2 separate regions of the Ostrinia nubilalis genome follow, and region 2 is linked to region 1. A link is a contact called in public Hi-C data. All regions are on one chromosome and are shown on one strand. The core of a region is the stretch at or near the end of the contact, and the rest is flanking DNA. Distances in the headings are between cores, read along the strand shown. Region 1 holds the start of LOC135074845 (small subunit processome component 20 homolog). Region 2 holds the start of LOC135074687 (alpha-(1,3)-fucosyltransferase 10).

The links. Hi-C and Micro-C count contacts between places; a contact is called where the count stands out from the background.
Region 2: a contact with region 1 is called in a Hi-C map of whole body, with 6 times the contacts expected there. The contact joins the promoter of LOC135074687 here to the promoter of LOC135074845 in region 1. A contact is called at or near these places in 2 of 5 Hi-C or Micro-C datasets (whole body and whole larva).

What each region holds. Positions count from the first base shown.
Region 1 is chr9:12,477,460-12,481,095 of ilOstNubi1.1, forward strand. LOC135074845 (small subunit processome component 20 homolog) reads right to left here and starts at 2,002. Exons shown (of 18, transcript XM_063969227.1): 1 at 1,892-2,002; 2 at 1,239-1,525; 3 at 639-972; 4 at 1-531. The coding sequence starts at 1,936. It overlaps LOC135074675 (hydroxyacylglutathione hydrolase, mitochondrial), which reads left to right and starts at 2,486. Exons shown (of 6, transcript XM_063969041.1): 1 at 2,486-2,555; 2 at 2,682-2,740; 3 at 3,175-3,403; 4 at 3,608-3,636. The coding sequence starts at 3,234.
Region 2 is chr9:13,027,801-13,031,522 of ilOstNubi1.1, forward strand. It overlaps LOC135074687 (alpha-(1,3)-fucosyltransferase 10), which reads right to left and starts at 1,772. Exons shown (of 3, transcript XM_063969054.1): 1 at 1,587-1,772; 2 at 1,326-1,399. The region is part of intron 10 of LOC135074686 (multiple inositol polyphosphate phosphatase 1-like); the gene reads right to left. LOC135074698 (DNA-directed RNA polymerase III subunit RPC5) reads left to right here and starts at 2,122. Exons shown (of 8, transcript XM_063969066.1): 1 at 2,122-2,262; 2 at 2,373-2,591; 3 at 2,810-2,969; 4 at 3,608-3,722. The coding sequence starts at 2,233.

The sequences.
Region 1 (3,636 bases), core at 752-3,251:
ATTTCTAACAAAGTTAATCAAAATATTTGGGTAAGGCAATGGGAGTAGGACTTTGACAATGATCCCTGCATGTTCCTGGGACAGTGATACATTTGGAGATAAAAGCAGTAGAGCACCAATTTGGGCGCACACTTCGAGTACATTCTCAGAGAACTGTTCACATATAACTTTTACCAGCAAGAGCACAAACTGTGGAGGGTTGGTTAAGTATTTTCCATTCTGGTGTTCAACAACTTGACCTGCAAGCCTCAGAATATATTCTAGCCCTTTACTTTCTTCATCATTCTCATTCAATATTTCTTCAATAAACCTGAGAGCACTAGACCAGAATATTGTGTACTCCTTGTGAGAAATAGTTTGTAGACTGTCTTCAATGGTTTGTGTGAGGACTTTGAATAGCACATCTTGATACTGTTTATCATCTTTGAGTGTCTGCAGTAGTAGTGGTAAGAAGGTGTCTATGCAACTATGGAACTTGTTACCAACTCCCTTTATCATTTCAAATAAAAGATGACCACATCCAGTGATAGCCTGTAAAATACAAAAAAATCAGCTTTACAAAAGATTTTTTTTTAAAAGTTAGTCAGCCTTAGGTTGGTAAGAAACTCTAAGTTGCTAAAAGTAAAATAAATACTTACATCATCATTTATCTTCAAATAATTTAATAAAAGCTCAAGAAACTTCTTTTTATCTCGTATATCTCGGGCAACAAAAGCAAAACTTTCAGCTGCAAAATTGTTAATATACTGAGGATGTTCTTCACTAAGTAACGGAATTATTCTTTTCAGGACAACTGCTATGTCTTTCTTTAAATTCGGTTTTAATATTTTAAAAAGAAACGCCAGGCAAACCAAAGTCCATTCCAGCCTGTCTGCATCTTTTGTGTTTAATAGTTTTATGAGTATATCTAGAAATCTAGGAAACTGTGGGTAGAAGTCGTTGCGTAAATCCTTTGCTAGAGATACCAAGATTCTGAAAACATTAGATACAAATTATTAGTTTTAGTAGTTTTGTAAATAGATGAAAGAAATGGCATAGTAATTAAATATCAAGGTTAATCAAATAATAGGGTTTTATGTAAAATTCTATCCAGGGCAGAAATGTAGCAGCATTTCTGCCCTGGATAGCTGGATGCATGCTTGCATCTTTGCCTTGTTAACACAATTTAGTTTCTTTTATTTCTTAATTTAGTAAACTTAATCCTATATTACTTGACATAAAATAGATAAATCACTTACTCCAATAAAGGCTGTAGACACAACTGATCCTCCAAATTGAGGTATCTCTCTAAAATGTCAAATACTTCTTCTTTTTTGTGAACCAGCTGAGGAACTGTGATGATTCCAAACACATCTTTACGGAACTTCTTAAAGTTTTCTGTCAAGTTGAGAGCGTACCATTTCTGTATCGCCAGGTGAAAATGTGTGTCGTTTTCATCAGGATGCTGTGTGTATGCATGCTCGATGTGGTACAGAGCTGCATGACGGATGTCAATTGAATTGATACGTTCTGCAAATGGTACAAACTGCAAGAAAACATAAATTTGTTAGTGTTTAACCCAGAGAAAACTATATTTTTCTGCCAAGCAGAACATATGAAATATTACACATGTTTCTAATTATCTCTGCTTGTGTTATTGATTATTTAATTTTGTATACCATGTGTTTAAGGTTATATTATTATGAACTTAAATACTTAATTACTATAATCAATTAGCCAAAGTTTATTACTCTGTAAGTTAGAAACACTACTATATTTTTTGGGGATAATTTGGTTCCTCTTACGACTTAATTTCTAAGAACTTAAAACTTTCCTCAAATGTTGTGGTATTTTATTAAGCTTTATTAAATTAATAACCTAAGGTGAATCATTTATATAACAATATATTTACCCGGAATGTGTTTGTAGTTTTATGTTTCACAGGTTTACTCTTCATTTTTGTAAGTTTTTATCACATTAAAGTTTTTACAGAACGTAAACAAACCACACGTGGAGCTCCGGCTGCAAGTGCAACTGTCAAAAGTGTCAAAAAAAGTGACGTATTCAAATTTTAATTTCTCGAAAAAAAAATGCTAGAGACGTGACATCACCGGTGCGCCAAGGATTTGTCCCGGTATCGGTAGGTGACTCCTCATCGTCATAATGGGACAGTCTTTTATTCAATATTTGACTTAGGTTCCAGTACTTTCAGTCCAACTTGTTGTGCAAGTCCACTAAATCGCTTTATACGTGTGTGTGGCTACCATAAGGGTCAAAACGCCACACGAGATGTAAGCGCAGGAATAACAAGTTGAATGTACACTTAGTAGGCAAATAAACAATTTGAATTTGAATTTGACCTTATGAGTATTTTTCTCATAGATTTTCCTTGAAGTTGTCCATGGGCTCGAATTGGTACTGTGATGATCTTATTCAGATTAACAAGGGTGCAATGACCTTAATTAGTTGTTTTTTTTTTAAACAATTTACCGGTTTTTACTTTTTTCGGTTCATCAGTAGCTGTCTCTGTCAGCTGGCGTTCGCCGAATTTTTTTGTTGACAAGTGAATTGAAGTGGTTGGTGTTTCAGATTTATTTAGTTTAAATTGGAAATATTTACTTGTGACTAAATTGAAGCTTTAATAATAATCTTACAGAGTTTATTTATTTATTTGTACCATTATACTGTTCAATGCTTGCCAGGATTGTGAACTCTTTGCCACTCGGCCTATCTCAACAGATAACGAAGCTCTATTTTCAAGGTAAGAATAGAATTTTATCGTATTTGTAAACAAAATAATATTGCAGCTCTAATAATACTTTGATGTACTGAATGTATCTGTTTTATGTTACTATTGTTTATATCCAACAGAAACGATAGAACCGTGTTTTTATACAGTTTGAACTAAATAGTTTACCTTTTTGTATCACGTTTTACACAATAAATAAAGTATATACCTTCCAGAGTGGCATTATTTTGTTTAGACATGTTGTAACAAAATTGGTAAACCATTATGCGACCCTAAGACTGGAAATCATATACAGTGTGTACCATCTTTTCAGTGCTTTTTTGGCTTACCATACCATCAATGATAACAAATGCCAAGTTATCTAGCATTAACACTCCCTCCTCTACACAAACCAACCACTTCAAACATCTCAATTTATTTGAATTGTTCTTATTTAAAATTTTCAGCTTTGGTCCGCAACCAACGTGAAGCTCACAGCGCTATTGAGCATCTCCAGTACAAAAACATGGATGTGAAAATTCTGCCCGCCTTGCAAGACAACTACATGTACCTCATTGTGGATAAGGCCACAAAAGAGGCTGCAATCGTTGATCCCGTGGACCCTGGTGCTGTATTGAAGGCTGTGGAGGAACAGGGTGTGAATTTGACAACTGTGTTGACTACTCATCATCATTGGTAAATGTTATGTTGTTACCAACTTCTAAATTAGCTTCCTCTTATAATCATAGATGTAGTTATATCAGTCAACTACTTCTGTTGCTATTTTGTTCTGAAATGTTAAATGAATCAACTACTTACATTTTCTTTACACTCATTTACATGAGTTCTATTAAAAAAAAAATTCACTGTGTCACATAAAAAATATCTTCCAAATTACAGGGACCATGCAGGAGGCAATGCTGACTTAG
Region 2 (3,722 bases), core at 522-3,021, 550 kb after region 1:
CGTAAATATGGAATAATAAGTGTAATCATATTCTCAAAAATTTTATTCACATAAAACATTACTTGAACAGTACAAAGCCTCTTTCCTTGAAAACATAGTACTGATCTATACATAGGGCAACAAATAAATGGGTAATAAATACACCGTACACGGCACCAACGGCACTCATGGACAGTACATTAGCGGTTAGGCCCGTGGCACATAGGAATATTTGTATTGCAAGGTATAATTGTTCGGCTAAATCGTGTACTTGATCCACTAAATACAGCACCACGAACATAACTGACATTATAACCGTCGGGGACACGGCCAGGCAATACATGACGCCCGGTTCAGTCATGATGAACGGTAGGATCATGAGAAGCATTGATATTACCTAAAAGTAAACGCATTCATGTTTTGATTGGATCGAAACATATTCTTACCTGCCTAACTCATTGTTTACTTCAATTTAATCGAAGTTATTCGATTCTCATGTACTTGTTAATCTCATAAAGCAGTTCAAAAACTAAAGGTTAAATGTTTACTACTTAATTTAGATAAATATTTAGCGGATGTAAAATCTAATTTAAAACCGCGGAAAATACAGGAAATTCACAAACTTTTGACATGACATAATATGACAGAATGATCAGCTGATTTATTTGAACGTCTGTCAGTTGATTTATTTGAACGACTGCTAGCCTCCCCTTCAAAAGCGGGACATTCTTGTCTATGATATACACCTACTGAATTTAAAAATTATTTAAGGGCAGGCCTTTACTAGTTAAAATAAAATAAACAAAAGATAAAATAAATTAAATGTATATTAATGGAATAATTACAGTTTAACGTTTACGCGCAACTAAAAGTACATCCTCTTTCATTAGCTATCAGAAATAAATCAAGAGACAATGCAGTCAACAGTCCAAAATACAAAACACCATACAGTAACCACAACCACACCCTTACTAAATTTAATAAAAAACATTGCATAAAAGCACCAAATGTAAACATAATTTGAAAAAATAAGTACATTTTCTCCATGAATAAAGGAACTTTTCTCCGTAAATATAGGGCAATGAATATTAACGATATAATAAGCGTAGGCCCAGTAGATATGCAGTACATGTGTCCTTTTGGCCTTGGTAATATCAGTGGTAATACCGTGATTACTAGAGAAATACCCTACAACCAAGGAAATACAAACAATAAAATTATTGGAGAACGATCTAAATGAATATTGTTCTTCAATCCTCATACGAGGCGAATGAAGGGATTTTTTTTCTATGAAACTCTATTTGCAACTTTGATAATGTAAAATTGAATTAATCCAAAATACTTACAAATTCTACTAGTTTCATGATAAATATGTTGTATTTTATTAATTCATTCCATTTTTTATCTACTGGCACAGAATCTGAAAATGAAATAATTGGAATTGGAGGTCACAAATATAAAGCTCACTCAACCCAGTTATTGATAATATCGTTTACTGACTTTCATCTAATGAATAAGTTACTTTAACGACGTATTGATTAAGTTCTTTCAAGTCTCTCTCTTTTACTTACATTGTTAAAAAATCAACATAGTAGGTAAGTACTTACCATTTATTATCATATCAGACATGTTGAATGAAATTTAAAATTGCGTATGACCTTGTAAAAAAGAAATTAATTGCTTATTACCGAGAAAAACATAGTAATTACAGTGAGGTAAAGTTATTCTCTCAAAAAATATAATTATCTCGTAAAAACATTCAAAAAGTAAATATTTCGTGTATTGTCAGCGACTTGAGTGAAATCAATGTGTCAGGGATTATCCTTTTAAAATATTCTTTCTGACCAGTACTCCAGAAGTCTGCTAAATCCTACGGCTAAATCAGAATATTATGACCTTCATGATTTGGATATTTTACACCGTGCTATCCTAGCCCCGAACTTTTAATATAGGTATTTTATAATACTGAATGGTAATGAACAAACTAAGCAGAGATTTCAAGCAATCCTATCCTATTGGTACAGCTCCGCTCCGCTTCTTGCCTCTCCTCTTCTCCTATCTAGTGGGTATGAATGCAGCCTTATCTTAGGATGAATAAACGAGATCTGTGGCATGAGGCATCCATCTGTTTTGTCTATGGTACACAGCTGTCAAACAAAAATACCTTCTCGTCATATCAGTCGAGCAAGTCTCTCAGTTCGTGAATTTAATTTGATATGCTGTAGTGTTTGTCGATTACTAGCTCATATTAAAATGGAAGAGGATGATCCCATTGTTCAAGAGGTACTGGAAAGACCCGCTTGTAATTAGCAACGTGGTACACCCGATGAGGTTATGTTGTTGTTCATAAAAATGGATTTTAAACTGATTTTCTGTGCTCTTTCTAATTTCAGATCCCAGTTTTTCTATCCCAGGCCCTTTCGAAGAATCTTTATATTTATCAGTATCCAGTCAGACCAGCGAATAGAGATTGGAAAGATGTTAAAGTACTGAATGCCTCAATCAAGCCTAAAAACCAGTTGGTGAGGCTCGAGGTTGAATTAGACACTTACAGCGATAAATATTGTCAATCTAAAGGCGAGCAGATTGCACTAAATACTGATGGACATCAGGTAACATTAATTACTTTGAAAAATTCATAATAAGTACATATTCATACAACAGCATGGTATTATTGTCCAAGTACCTTTAGACAAATATGCCATATGCTGTAGACTGTGTTGTAGATGTTACAGTACTTTTATTCCAAATAAGCCAATAATTTATGGCAACAACAGTAAATTTATGCTTTTTGTAATGAATATTAATAAATTACTGTATATTTTGCTAGGAATCTTCATGGCATGTCAAAGAAAAAGACCGTGCTCAATATTTCCGGCATGGCATCATGGACAAGATAGTGTATGAAAGTAGTTCCCCATGCAGTGAAACGCAGCACTATGCTGTTGCTATATTGCAAGACAAAGAGCTACACTGCACTCCAATACAAGGTAATTTGACTGTTAAAATCTTCTAAACTTGTGTTATTATTAGTTAATGTAATTCTATTGGCTTAGCACATACTTTCCTCCTGTTTATTTGCAAGTACATAAATTATTTATGGTATAGCTGTCAACGTAAAATTGTGAATTCCGTCAGATTATAATCTGACGTAGTTAAATTACAATCTAACCTAACCTAACCCACTGTTAGTTTACAATCTAACGCGTTATATTATAAACTGACAGAGTTTACAATTTCATGTTGACATAGCCATATTTAGAAAATATTGCATCATACACAACATTATTGTTTACTTACAGTAATGCTTCTTATTGAGTAAATTAACAATATTTATGTCAAAAAATACACATAAAAATATCATAAATCTATTAACATTCTTCCTATGTTAATTTCATGTTAACCCTTGAAGTCCTGTGAATGTAGACACAACATTTAATAATCAATTGTTATTTAGCATATTTAACTTGGTACAAAAGGCTAAAGGGATTATTAGTAATTATTGGTGCAACCCAAATTACTTATTAGTAATTTTAGTAGAATATTTTCTTACAAAATAATGTTATGTGGTCTTATGTGACTGCTTTGAGTTTGATGGGTTAATGGAAATGTTAATTTTGTTATTCAGGTATAGTGCAGTTGCGGCCATCTTATTCTTACTTCGACAAACAAGACAAACGTAAACAGGACAAGAGTAAGGCTGAAGAATCTGATGAAGAAGAAAAAGAACCGGAAGCACAACA